2 separate regions of the Sus scrofa genome follow, and region 2 is linked to region 1. A link is a contact called in public Hi-C data. All regions are on one chromosome and are shown on one strand. Each heading gives the region's core, a stretch centred on a gene start, on an enhancer-like site or on the middle of the called end of the contact. The rest is flanking DNA. Distances are from core to core; before and after follow the strand shown. Region 1 holds the start of BSPH1 (binder of sperm protein homolog 1). Region 2 holds the start of CABP5 (calcium-binding protein 5).

Region 1 (7,316 bases), core at 3,328-5,827:
GGATGGAACTAGAGACTCTCATACTGAGTGAAGTCAGTCAGAAAAAGAAAGACAAAAACCATATGATATCACTTATAACCGGAATCTAATATATGGCACAAAGGAACCTTTGCACAGCAAAGAAAATCACGGACTTGGAGTACACCACAGTTTTGTTTACCCACTCGTCTGTTGCTGGCACTTGCACTGTTTCCCTCTTCTGGCAACTTGAGTAATGCTGAAAAGATCAAAGGCATCAAATTGTTTGTTCAAGTCCCTGCTTTCAATTTGTTTGGGTCTATGTCCAGGAGTGGAACTTCTGGGTCATGAGGTCATCCTCAGTTTAGCTGTTTGATCTTACTCCCTTTTTATATCATAAAAGTCTTATAGCCACGTAACTCTTTGCAAATTAGTTAATTCACTTGATCCACAGTTTCTGAAAATGGTGACACCAACATTTCCCTTCGGGGGTTGTTGGAAAGGTAACAGTGATGTGTGAAGCTCATAGCATGGTGTCTGTCACAGGTGTTCAGTGAACAGGTGTTCAATTATAACTGGATGCACACAACGTGCTTGTCTCCTGGAGTTCCCTGGTGGCTCAGCCGGTTAAGGATCTGGAGTTTTCACAGCCGTGGCTCTGGTTACTGATGCAGCGTGGGTTCGATCTCTGGCCCAGGAACTTCCCTGTGTCTGGGGCGTGACTCCCAAACAAAAAAACTTGCTTCTTTCCTGAATGGATCCAGAAAATGATGATGCCACCGTGGGGTAAACAGCCATGTCTTGTGCCATGGACGCAGCCCGTCCAGCCTCACCCCCTGCGTCACAGGGTTCATAGCGGAGCTGCGTTTTCGCACTTTTCTGTTCAAAACATCATTCATGCAGGGAATGCATTTTAATGGCCTTTATTTTCCAGAGCAGTTGGCGTTTCACAGCAACATCGAGCAGAAGATACAGAGATTTCCCAGGCCGCCTGTGCCCCAACACACGCACAGCCTCCCCCGTGACCAAAGTTCATTACGCTCGCTGAACCTGCGTTGACACATCTTTGTCACCAGAATCCATACATTTCTTTAGGGACCTAATGGGACACAGTTAGCAAGTAAAAGGGCCGAGGCTAAAATACAGGTTTCCATAGCGAACTGTCCTAGTCCCTTATCCAACCCCCAACTGATTTACAGTCAGATCACCTTCCACTCGCATCTCAGGAAAAATCTTTTTCATGAGGGTCTCACCTCCTCTTCTGGCAACCAAAACGGTAGCTCCTTTGCCGAGAGAACGCGTCAACCTCTTCGTCGTCCCACCGCCAGATCTCACCCTTAATCACAGTATTTCCAAACCTTGTCCTTGTTATAATTCTGGGTCAGCGAACACCACATTTTCCCAAATGCATCTCCGTCGCTGGTACATTCCCAGTATATCAGGTGTCTGTACCAGAAGGGAAACACACATCTGGCGAAGTCTACAGAGAAAGGAGAAGCAATCAAAATAAGCCCTCTGTTTTGGCCACTCCTGGGCATCTATCCAGAGAAAACCATGACGCAAAGAGATACTCGTACCCATGACTCAAAGAGATACTGTTCATTGCAGCATTATACATAACAGCCAAGACACGGAAGCAACCTAAATGCCCATCGACAGAGGAGTGGATCAAGAAGATGGGGTACAGATACACAATGGAATATGACTCAGCCATAAAAAGGAATGAAATAATGGCATCAGTAGCAACACGGATGGATCTAGAAATTATCATGCTAAGAGAAGTTAAGCAGACAGTGAGACATCAGCATCATAGGCAATCACTTATATGTGGAATCTAAAAAAAGGATACAGTGGGAATTCCGGTTGTGGCTCAGTGGAAATGAATCCAACTAGTAACCATGAGGATTCGGGTTCGATCCCTGGCCTCGCTCAGTGGGTTAAGGATCTGACGTTACCGTGAGCTGTGGTGTAGGTCGAAGATGCGGCTTGGATCCTGAGTTGCTGTGGCTGTGGTGTAGGCTGGCAGCTGTAGTTCTGACTCAACCCCTAGCCTGTGGGAACTTCCATATGCCACAGGTGAGGCCCCAAAAAGCAAAAAAATAAAAAAATTTAAAAATTAAAAAATAAAAAAAGGATACGACGAACTTCTTAGCACAACAGATATGGACTCACAGCCTTTGAAAAACTTATGGTTTCCAAAGGAGACAGGCTGGGTTGGGGGCCGGAATAGGCTGGGGGTTTGGGATGGAAATGCTATAAATTTGGGTTGTGCTGATGGTTGTGTAACTATAAATGTAAGAAAATGCATTCAGTTAAAAAAACTCTATCTTATAGATTCTCTTCACCCTCACACACACACACACCACACACACATGCACACACACACACACCCCCTTCCCACTCAGCATCCTCTGCTCTGCCCTGCTGCACCAAGAGTGCCTGGGAACACTATTCGCGAGGACCCGAGGTTCTGCTGAAAGGTTTCTTTTCAAGGCAGCAGGGTTGAAGCACTCAGATGTTTGGTGCAATGTGAGTTTCCTACTGTCGGAGGCCTCCGCATACCTTCTTTTCACAATTTCATTGCCTGTGGATTCCCTTTTCAGAGCCCTCTTGTGACCCCACTGACCCTCCGCAGCCCCCCCGAGACTAAAACGACCAATGTGTGTTCAGAGGCCAGATGCTCACCTTCTTCAGAACAGTACTTCCAATATCCTCGATACGTTCCATTCAAAGAGCACCACTTGTGTTTTGCCTTGAACTTGACGCAGTCATGGAAGAGTCCATCTCTGTAGTAGAATGGAAAGACGCACTTGCCATCTAGAGGAAAGAAAAAAATTCTTCACCCCGTTCTAGGGGTCCGAGAGGAAAGGGCACAAAGCTACGTTCCTGCCTGGAGGGGGTGCCCTTGGAAATCAGAGCCAGAACTCACTGAGTCCCGCGATAGCAGAGCTAAGGGGCCTCTCCTGCTAAATTTGGGGGGGGGGTTGGCCACGCCCATAACATGCGGACGTGTTAGGGGTCCAAGATAGCCTGATATCTGATATCCAGCCAGATAGCCTGACTCTCTGTCTAAAACTATTCTCCTCCATTTTCTCCTGACATGAAATGATGTTTGTTTCTTTTACATTTAAAATTTGATTAAACAGGCATTTATTTTTGTATGTGATACAAGACAGGGGTACACCTGAATTTTCTTCCAAGTAGATATTTAATACAGCATATTGATGGTAAAATAAACCACCTGTAGTTAAACATCCATGCATCGGATACCATATATTAGATTCTAACATATCCTGGGATCCATTCTGTATTCTCTCAAGGTCTTGAAGTTATTGGAGAGGGGGAGTTCCCGTTGTGGCTCAGCGGTAGTGAACCTGACTAGTACACGTGAGGAGGCAGGTTCGATCCCTAGCCTCGCTCAGTAGGTTTAAGGACCTGACGTGGTCGTGAGCTGTGGTGTAGGTCCCAGAGGCAGCTCCGATCCCCGTGTTGCTGTGGCTGTGGTGTAGGCTGGCGGCTACAGCTCCGATGAGACCCCTAGCCTGGGAACTTCCACATGCCACAGGTGCAGCCCTAAAAAGGAAAAAAAGAAAAAAGAAAAGAAAAGAAAGAAAGAAAAGAAAAAGAAATTATTGGGGAGGGAAATAGGGGTAAAATGAACCAGGTCTGGAGCCAGCAAGCAACAGAAAATATTTCTAACTCTTCTCCCCTCTCCCTCTGTCTCCGTCTCCCTCTTCTTCTTCTTCCTCTTTTTTGATTCTTTCTAGGCTGACACTTGGCTATTTATATTACTATATTTGTGGTTTATTTAAATATCTGATAATACAAGGTTTTTTTCTCCACCCCAGCACTATTTTTGCTTATAATGTTCCTAGTTACTACTGGACATTTTTCTATACAATTTTTTTTTTTATTTGGCCATGCTCACAGCAAGCAGAAGTTCCTGAACCAGAGACGGAACTTGCACCATAGCGACTGGAGCCACAGCAGTAACACTGCTGGATCCTTAACCCACTGAGCCACCAGGGAACTCCATTCTCTATGCATTTCAAAATCAGATATTCCATATTAGATGAGCAGACATTGAGAGAGTAGAAACATGCAGTGCCGGTGAAATGTCAGATAGTTTTATCTTTCTCATTTTTCTTTATATGTTTACAAGCTACTTATAATACATTTAAAAAAAAAAGAAAAAAAGAAAAAAGGAGTTCCCGTCATGGTGTAGCAGAAACGAATCTGACTAGGACCCATGAGGTTGTGGGTTCGATCCCTGGCCTCGCTCAATGGGTTAAGGATCTGGTGTTGTGGTGAGCTGTGGTGTAGGTCGCAGATGTGGCTCAGATCCCGCGTTGCTATGGCTGTGGTGTAGGTTGGCAGCTGCAGCTCCAATTAGACCCCTAGCCTGGGAATCTCCATATGCCACAGGCGCAGCCCTAAAAAGACAAAAGACGAAAAAAGAAAGAAGATTTTTTTTTCACCAGAGACACCCCACTGATCTCCGTTTTTACACGATTAAAAGAAAGTGTGCTTTAACAGTGCATGTTTTCTGATCAGCTTACCTTTGACTTCTGGAAGGTGAGTTACACTTTCTGAAAAATAAAATTTGAAGCTGACACTCATTTCACTATACTCATGTCTCCCACCAAGCACATTGCATGATCTATTTTTCTAGGAACGTGCAATGTAAAATAGAATGACAGAAATCAATGCCTATCAATATCTAGTTGGTTCTTACCAGTATAGGGAAAACCTATTGTCTGTTGTATGTCTATCTCTTTTTTTTTTTTTTATTTTAAGACCACACCCACAGCATATGGAAGTTCCCAGTCTAGGGCCTGAATTGGAACTGCAGCTGTTGGCCTACACCAGCCACAGCAACACAGGATCCAAGCCAATTCTGTGACCTACACTACAGCTCACAGCAACGGCAGATCCTTAACCCACTGAGCGAGGCCAGGGATCGAACCACATCCTCAAAGAGACAACATTGGGTCCTTAACCCCCTGAGCCACAGTGGGAACTCCTGTGTGTCAATCTTAAATCCAGCCAGATAGCCTGACTCTCTGTCTAAAACTAGAGGTCTTTACTAGTTTTCCTAGAGACTTTAAGTATACAGTCATAAAATAATTTTGCTTGTTGTATTTTGTAGGCTTACAGGTTATTTCCTTCTGGAAATATCACATATGTTAGAACCACCCCCTCCCAAAATAATGGTCATTAGTAGTGGTTACAAAAGAGACACCTCTGGGCTCTCTCTGGGTTTTAGTTGGCATGGCATTAGGTTAAGGATATTCATTTCAGCGTGGTTAATAACAGTCAAAAAATTAGAAGAAAGGAGTTCCCGTGATGGCTTGGTGGTAACAAACCTGACTAGGATCCATGAGGATGCAGGTTTGATCCCTGGCCTCGCTCAGTGGGTTAAGGATCCGGTGTTGCCTTGAGCTTCAGTGTAGGTCACAGACGTGGCTTGGATCTTGCATTGCTGTGACTGTGGCACAGGCCGGCAGCTGTAGCTCCAATTCGACCCCTAGCCTCGGAACTTCCCTATACCATGGGTGTGGCCCTAAAAAGCCAAAAAAAAAAAAAAATTAGAACACAATCCAAAGACATCCGTCACTAGTGGAATTTTAAAATAAAATACAGGAGTTCCCACTGTGACACAGTGGGTTAAGAATCCAACTGCCATGGTTTGGGTTGCTGCAGAGGTGCAGGTTCAATCCCCCACCCAGTGCAGTGGGTTAAGGATCTGGCATTGCGGCAGCTGTGGCATAGCTCACGGCTGGGGCTTGGATTCAAGCACTGGTTCAGAAACTTCCATATGCCGTGGGTGGGGTCATAAAAGTAAACTAAATCAATAAATTAAGTATAGATTTATAATATCAGATACATTAAGTATGAATGAGCACATAAATAAATCTGGAAAGATTTGTATTTCATTTTTAGGACACAAAAGGAATTTTCTAGTTCATTATGTTCTATAAGTCTCGGTGCAAAAATAAAATCACACTATGAAGTTGCATGCAATGAGACAGCTGACAATATTAACAGTAAAGCTGACAGTAAAATTATGATTTCCCTCCTCTTCTTTTTCCTTTATACATATATAAAGGAAATTATATATTGCTTTTTAGGGCCACACCTGCGGCATATGGAGGTTCCCAGGCTAGGGGTCTAATAGGAGCTGTAGCCACTGGCCTACGCCAGAGCCACAGCAACAGGGGATCCGAGCCGCATCTGCAACCTACACCACAGCCCACGGCAACACCAGATCCTTAACCCACTGAGCAAGGCCAGGAATCGAACCCGCAACCTCATGGTTCCTAGTCAGGATCATTAACTGCTGAGCCACGAAGGGAACTCCCCTAGTTTTTTAATATGGAACATATTTTATCTTATATATAAGGACACAAAATAGTAATTTCTTAAAAAATATGATTTCTTACCAGGAAAAAGAAGTATAGTATTCAATGGCTTCACATTTTATTACATAATTTAAAAGTTTTGATCAACTCACCCATAGTTGGTGGATATTCATCTGAAAGACAAAATTTTAAACAAGTATTCATTTCACTAGATTTAGCTTTTAAAATAAAAATAACATATTTTTACCAAATTCTAATAAGAATAATAATATTTTGAAGGTGCTGCATCAAAATTTCAGTGCTTATTTTCAGTATTGTGATTGTGGGTGATTTCTAATTTTTCCTTTTGCTTTAACTGTAATTTTCCAACTCCTGTTAATGAACAAGAAATAATTAAAGTGATTTTTTAAAATGAAAAAAAATGCAGCAGGCAAAAGTAAGTGATTTACTTTTTCCACACCCTGCTACAAAATAAATCACATAATAGTAGGAAAAACGTATTTTATCATTTCCCCATCCTATTCTGTTTCATTTTATTCTATTTCTTTTTAGTACCATTTGGCAAGCACAATTTGAAGCAAACGTTGGCTTAGCAGAGATCAAACTGCTTTTAGAATCTGTTACATAGGCGATTTTTCATCAGCTTCATATGGTTGCTGTGAAAAGTAAATGAAAACATTAGCCAGGGCTCTGCCTAGTAGCAAGCACTTTGAGCATGGGGACAATTTTATTGCAATGATAAGAATTCCTCTTCCTAAAATAATCATGACTATTTTTCCCCCATCTGATGGAAGACTTATTCAAGTCTGCAATAAATTTTCACAAACCATAGACAAGTTAGACCCATTAAAAACGGGTCCAGAATTCAAGTTTAGGAGATTCGGGTGTCCAGCATCTATTGAAGTTACAAGAAATTTCAAAGAAAGTGCTAAGACATTTCATGCTAAATGGATTGTCTATTGTTTACAGAGCTTCAACTGTTCTTCTCTAAGGTGA
Region 2 (7,316 bases), core at 2,222-4,721, 48 kb after region 1:
CCAGCCTACGCCAGAGCCATAGCGACTTGGGATCCGAGCCGCATCTGCGACCTACACCACAGCTCACGGCAACGCCGAATCCTTAACCCACGGAGCAACGCCAGGGATGGAACCTACATCCTCTCAGACATTATGTCAGGTTCTTAAGCCACTAAGCCACAGTGGGAACTCTGAGGCAGTCTCTTAATTGGCTTTGATCTAGGTGCCCTCATTGGTAGATCTGGAGAAGGGATGGATGAATTAAATGAGCTCCAGATCCCTTCCAGATGTGAAGAGTACATTTCCTTGATAAATGCTGTTTATTCCATCACACTCTCAGAAGCAAGCCTGGCAGCAGTTTTATCCCGGCTTCCATCACAGAATCAGCTCTGGTCTCCACCTAAAAACCCATCCTGTTTGCACCATGATTCATCAACATTAGGCTCCCACTCCAAGTTTGTTTCCAGCATCAAATATAGCTCCAGGAGTTCCCATTATGGCTCAGCAGGTTAAGAACCCAACTCGTATCCATGACTATACTATATATACATGTAGTCTTGCGTTCCACTCATGAATCTTGGCAGTATTAATACCTACATTGAAGACGCATTTGCGAGAGGCTAAGCCTTTACCTATACTAACATCTTTATCCCTTCCTTTCTACAGTTCCACAAAGTGAGGAGTCATGTCACCCTCACTGGGTGGATGGGGAAACAGAGGAGGGGGCTCCTTCCACTTTTCAAAACGACTGCAATTAGTAAATAACAGAACCAGGACCTGAACCCAACTCTCCCTCTGAAAGGCACCCTTTTAAGCACTTCAAATGCTGCCTCCCTAAGTACGTCTGAACCGTCTTCTGCCAGACTTGCAGCCCCTCTTCCCTCCCGTCTCCAACTCTACTCTCAAGGTCTCTATCCTTCCTACTTCCTCCCTCAGCCCTCCCCTCGCCCCAGCCATTCCTCCCACTCCCAGGACTCACAGTTCATGCGGATTTGCTGGCCCAGTTCAATCAGTTCCATCTCCGTGGGCATGTAACCCATCGTCCTCATTAGATTCCCCAAATCCTTACAAGAGATGAACCCATCTCGGTCCTTGTCAAACTCAAGAAATGCTTCCCGGAGCTCTGAAAGTTAAGAGAGAAGAGCTTTGGGGGAACTTGAAACAGTCAATGGGGAAGCACAGCTTCCCTTAAACTATTAATGAAGGACTAACTCAAAAAAGAATACATAAAAAAAAAAAAACACAAGCAAAAACAGAAAGGAGTGATGTATGAAATGCGTTAGCAAGAAGAAGTCCTGAGACCACTAGATGACAGCACTGATGGCCTTCATATTCTTGGGTGAGGTTCTGGGGAACTTCGAAACCACCAGGAGACTAACAATTTTGGCCTCCTCCTAAAACTCCTATGTTGTTCTTGGGTCTCGGAGACACTGGGGGATGGGGACAGCTTCTGAACACTTTGGAAGGCACTGAAGCTGCCACCGAATTGCAGTTGAGCGGGAAGAGAGGGTGACATAAGGTTTTCACATTGAGGGATTTATACTGAGATGCACAAGGGAACAGAGAGGGGTAAGTGGGTGGATGGCAACAGGAGCGCGTTGGAGGGAGAGCGTTACCTTCAATCTCATCTGGTCCCAGCGGTCTTTCCTGGAAAGGAGGGCAGCAGGGAGGGGATTTGGAGAGAGGTGAGGGATTCCGTTCCATTCTCCGAACAAATCTTCTCTGTCCAAGGCGCTCCCCGTCCTTTCCCGGTCCCCCTTCCTCTGTGCTCCACTCTGTCTTGCTCCCATCTGCTGACTCCCATGCCGTGGCTATGCTCTTCCTCATTCCTTCACACATCCTCACCCCCATCCTTGAACCTTAGTCCCTTTCCTGCTGCCCTTCCCAGACAGACAGCCATCTGCTTGTGCTGAAAGGGATCTGGGAGGCCACGGAATTCAGTCCCCGCTTCTCTGGATGAAGAAAGCCAGGCTTTGAATCACAGCCATTTGATCCTGTTTCCGAGTGAGCGCTGACGGTACCAGGCTTCCACAACCATTGCATTTAAACTTCAGAACCACTCCAGGAGGGAGAGCCAAATCTTATTCCCATCTTAAGAGGAGGCCGAGGGACAGAGAGGTTAAGGAAGCTGCCTGAGGTCACCCAGCTCCTAAGTGGCAGATGCCCTCCCAAAGCAGTCACTTGAGGTCATGCAGCCAGTCAGGTGCATTGAGAATGGGTATTTGAATTCAGGGCTCCTGGCTGGGTCAGAATTCTTTCTACTCTATCTCATTGACTCTTTTCCTCTGTGCTTTCTCCTAGGGGCACCCAGGCATGATCGCTGCCAGCATGACCAACTCCTAAAAGCTTTCAGAATTTCCATTCGTGTTGCCACCACCCATGCCTGGACATACCTGCAGGGTCAGGCTTGGGTCCATGGCACTAGGGTCAGGGTTGGGTATATGGCACTCCACCTAGAAAACTCCATCAGCCTCTGGCCTCTTTCACCCTCCTATCTGCCTTTGTCCCGGGAGACCTCTCCCCAGCTTCTCTTTCTTACTCTCCCCTTCCCCTCAAATCTCTCTCTTTCTATCCCTCTCTCGATCTTAAAGACTAACAAAAGCATGCTCATTGGAAGCAGGTAGACCTGGCCCCGCCACATACTAACCATATAAGCTTAAAGCAAGGGACTTCATGATTCAGAGCCTTAGTTTTCCACATCCCTAAAATGGGAATGGAAGTATTATGGACCTTATGAGTCATTCTGAGGATTAAATGACATCAGAAGACAGAGCTCTTTGTACAAGTCTGGGCACACGGCAAAGACTGAATAAGTGGCAGCTACTGTCATCACGACCATCAAAACCATCATCTCCACCCACCGCCACCGCCACCATCCCCACTGCCACCGCCATCCCCATGGGGGTTCAAAGAAAAGGATGATGATAATGATCAACAATGACATCGTTTTATTTTCTATCTCCTTCTTCGTCTTCCATCTTTTGGTCCCAACTTCTGATTTCAGCCTCACCCGTATCACTGACCCACGTGTCCCCACCATGGTCCCTGGAGTTCCTCTCCCATCTCAGCTCATGCTCTTCCCATCTGCTCCCCCTCTCCTGCTGCACCTGCCCTGTCCCTCCTCTTCCCCGCATCCCTGCTCCCTTTGTCCTGCCCCCGACCCTTCCCCACCACCCCCCCACCTCACCCGCTGTTTCTCAGTGATGCCTTTTCTTAAGAAGATGCGCCCCCGACCCTTCCCCATTGCCCCCCCCCCCCCGCAACCTCACCCGCTGTTTCTCAGCGATGCCTTTTCTTAAGAAGATGCAGGCGGGGCCCATGGGAAACTGCATGGAGGGGGCACGACGGCTCACCAGGCGCCGATCGCAGGATGTTTCCCCTCTTTCCCGTCCTCTGTGTTGGCTCGGCCTCCTTCTCTCCACCACGCCTTCACCAGCTCTTCCCACCTCTCCTGACCTCTCCCTCAGTCACCTCGACTCCCTTAGAGCAGTGACAGCTGGGTCGGAATATCTTTCCCAGGATGGGGAGGGATCAGGGTTGTTCCTGCCTCCCCATCTGGCTTGGGGGAGACTGGAGGGGGAGCCAGTGTCAGCCTCTGACCTTTTATCCCCAGAATGGAATCAGAAGGATAGTTTCAAAAAAGGGGATTAGAGCAGAGGGCATCCATTCCTACAACGTTCCGGCAGGCACACTGTGTGATCGGTCTAAGCCCGACCTCCGTGCATGTGCAGATGGAGAGGACATGGCCCCTGGCTTCACGCTAATAAATCAGGAATGAGTGTAAATGAGCAGAATGCAAAAACCGTGGGACACCCTGACTTCAGGGATAGAGGGATGTAGTGGTTAAGAGGGTAGTATTTGCCCTCCCTCTGCTCACCTCTTCCCTTCGTTTCTTCCTGAATAATTCAAGTGGGAGGGGCAAGGCAGGTGTCTACCCTGGCGGGGTTGCTCAGAGCCCAAGGAGGCAACAGGGTGTCTGCACGGGATGTGGAGGGGACTAGAGGCCATCGGTGCGGGGTGCCAAAATTTAACTAGGGGTGCGAAGGGCCTCTCCACGGAGGGGCAGCTGTGCTGGGGTGGGGGGGTGGGGTGAGGGTGAACCCACAGAGGAGCAAGCAGCCTGGGGTGGATACTGGAGCTCGAGCAGAGTGACCAGGGTATTCGCCTGCAGGTATCACATCGCCTGGGGCAGGGTCTGTGCCGTCAGCATTGCGAGGAGGGTGCCCGCTCAGGGAGGCAGTGTGGTGTCGGGTGTTGATGCCACATCATGGCAAGAAAGGCGCCCCCACAGGGGTGGGATGGCCACGGAGAAGGGCGAGTGGTTGGTTACATGTAAGATTATATCAAGGATAAAAGGAATCAGCTTCCTCACTGGTGGAAAAGGTTCCTAATACAGAAAGGGGAAGAGGGAGAGGGAGCTCTCTGGTGCTGGGTTGGAATTGGAGGCACTGGGATACACTCGTGGGTTTCGGTACAGAGAGGGACACACGAATAACCAGCATGCTGGGGGGGAGGGACATCAGAACACATTCTCTAGTTCAGGGGACACAAGCGTGACACCCTTGCAACCCTGTGCCTCAGAGCCCTCATCTGTTCAAGGCGGGTAGTAAACGCACCTCATCAGTGGGGCTGTCACGAGGGTTGCAGGTGAGTGAAGATGTCCCTGCCTGGACCCAGCAGAGGGACAAAGCTGCTTGGGGAGTATGTGCACGGGGCCCAGAGGGGCGTGGGGAGTAAGAGTGGGTCCCCAGGAGCTCCTGTCGTGTCTTAGTGGTTAACGAATTCGATTAGGAACCATGAGGTTGTGGGTTCGATCCCTGGCCTTGCTCAGTGGGTTAAGGATCTGGTGTTGCTGTGAGCTGTGGTATGGGTTGCAGATGAGGCTCCGATCCGGCGTTGCTGTGGCTGTGGCGTAGGCCGGCAGCCACAGCTCTGATTCGACCCCTAGCCTGGGAACCTCCATATGCCACGGGAGCGGCCCAAGAAATGGCAAAAAGACCAAAAAAAGAGTGGGTCCCCAGCCCTGCTTCCCTTAGGAAGACCCAGTTCCAACCTAAGGGAACCACGGGGCTCCTTGCAGGGGTGGACAGTCACTGGGACCCTTGACACATGATTTTTAATGTCTAATCAAATATCTTGCCTTAAGTTTTTGAAGTTGGTATATGTGGATGTACATTAATTTGCCAGTCCTTCAAGGCAGAGCTCTTTTAACTATGAGAAACAGAGATCACAGTGGAATTTAGTTCTTTTTTCTCCCACATCCATCCCACCCCAGGACAAAAGGTCTGGTTAGGCAGCTGCTGCTCTTGGTTCACTGGTTGAGGCTTGTCAGGATGACTTTATCTGTGACTCTCCTGGCTCATTCCTCAGGATCACAAGATGGCAGCCCCAGCACCGACCATCACATCCACAGTCAGGGCAGGAAGAAAGGAGGGACTGCTGCAACCAGGTCTCCTTTTTGATCAGGAAAACCAGCATTGACTACGCACCAGGAGCTGTGCTATGGGCTGGGGATGGAAGGATGAGGAAAAGAGGTCCATCTACTGCCTGCTTCCTGGTCAGGTCTGGAACACGGTGCTGAGGATTCGGAGGCCACACCTGGCCCCCAGATGGTGGGCAGCAGAGGTGGGAGTCTTGCACGAGACACCGCATTTACTGTCTCCCAACAGGATGGGGACCGCACCTGAACGCTGTGGGGCCTGGGGCCACGCCGCTAAGTCAGAAGCCTGGCGTTGGCCCTCCCGGCTGCAGCCCTCAGAAGCCTCTCCTGTCCTCGGTGCTTCTTCACCTAGGAAATGTGGCTCTGGCCAGAGGGAGGTTAGAGTTCTTGTGCAGAGTTCAGACAGCCAATCAGGTAGCCGCGAGGCTATTTCAGTGAAAATTACTTAACGTTTTTGAGTTGTATTGGCCCCACTTCAAGGGCTCAACAGCCACACGTGGCTGGTGGCTGTCATTCCACACAGCGTGGACGCGGGACATTCCCGGCATGGCAGAGCTGTCCTGGCAGGAGCCGGTCTAGACGGCTCCTGGCACACTGTTACCGGCGAGCTGTTAGGCTGTGCCCCACCTCGAGCCCAGCACGGACACAGAGAAGGTGGTCAATAATTATTTATTGAAAAAAAAACGGACCGCCCCCCAGACTCCAGCTGAAACAACCCCTTCACACACACAACCCACACAGACGGCAACTCCAGATGCGCTGAGCAAGAGGCGACGCTGCTGCCACCCTCTGCCCGCAGCCTCTGGGAGGGCTAGTAGAAATCTTCCTGGTCGGAGTCGGGCCCTGTGCCTTGCTGGTTCTGAATCTGACTTTGTTTCCGGTACAGACAGGCCACCTGAGGGGAGAGGTCGGTGGTGGGCGGGTCAGGAGCCCTGGGCTGCCCACTGCCTTCCAGGCCCTTCCAGGCCCAGACCCACCCCTCTACCCAGGGCCTCACCTGAGCGCTGGTGGTGGCCTCTTCCGGCTTCTTGTCGTCACGGACTCGAATAAACCGAGGGAAGCGAAGGGAGATGCCCTTCTCGCTGTCCACCTGGCGGAGGCGGGGCCATGATGGGACCTGGTGGCGGTCCAGCCCCCAGCCCACCCCAGTTTCCCATCCAAAGTCTCCTCCTCAGGCCTGCACCTGTGGCCTCAGTTTCCTGATCCATACAATGGGGGGCTAAGCAATGGGGCATGGTAAAAATTCAAGAAAGCAATTAAGGGCTTGAGCCGGTAGCTGCTGGGTGTGCTTTTATCATTATTATTAAGGCTGAGAGGCACAAGAGCACAGAGTCAGGATGTGGATTCTAGAGCCAGACTGGGGGGTTCAAGGTCCAGCTCCCAATCAGGACCCAGGGCCAGTTACACTCCCTGGGGTGCTATTTCCCCATCTGGAAAATGGGGACGTTCAATTTTTATGAAGGTGAGTGAGTGTGAACAAGTGCAGCGCTGGCTTCATCAACTACCCAACAAATGCTGTTCCCATCACTTGTCACCAGGGGACCCCAACTTCCTGATGGGGAGCATGAGTGAGACATTCAATAAAGAAATCAGATTTTAAAAACAGGAGTTCTGGGACTTCCTTTGCGGCACGTGGGTTAAGTAACCAGCGTTGCCACTGCAGTAGCTGGGGTCGCTGCTATGCTTCAGGTTTGATCCCTGGCCTGGAAACTTCTACATGCAGCAGGAACAGCCAAAAACAAACAAACAAAAAATAGGAGTTTTGCCTTTAAATCAAAGTCTGTTTCTTCTTTTATCTTGCTGCGCGCTTGCAAGGAAGTTTCCAGGCCAGGGATTGAAATCATGCCACAACAGTAACCTGAGCCAAAACAGTGACGATGCCAGATCCTTAAACCAC

What was found. A called contact is a pair of places that touch in the nucleus more often than the background predicts.
Region 2: a contact with region 1 is called in a Hi-C map of epiblast stem cells, with 2.6 times the contacts expected there. The contact joins the promoter of CABP5 here to the promoter of BSPH1 in region 1. A contact is called at or near these places in 4 of 47 Hi-C or Micro-C datasets (embryonic fibroblasts, epiblast stem cells and liver).

The regions. Positions count from the first base shown.
Region 1 is chr6:53,565,705-53,573,020 of Sscrofa11.1, forward strand. It overlaps BSPH1 (binder of sperm protein homolog 1), which reads right to left and starts at 4,578. Exons shown (of 3, transcript XM_021097555.1): 1 at 4,518-4,578; 2 at 2,644-2,775; 3 at 630-1,438. The coding sequence starts at 4,578. The coding sequence ends at 1,296.
Region 2 is chr6:53,614,411-53,621,726 of Sscrofa11.1, forward strand. It overlaps CABP5 (calcium-binding protein 5), which reads right to left and starts at 3,472. Exons shown (of 7, transcript XM_013998554.2): 1 at 3,249-3,472; 2 at 1,596-1,626; 3 at 959-1,102. The coding sequence starts at 3,311. It overlaps LIG1 (DNA ligase 1), which reads right to left. Exons shown (of 28, transcript XM_021094649.1): 27 at 6,417-6,509; 28 at 6,073-6,314. The coding sequence ends at 6,231.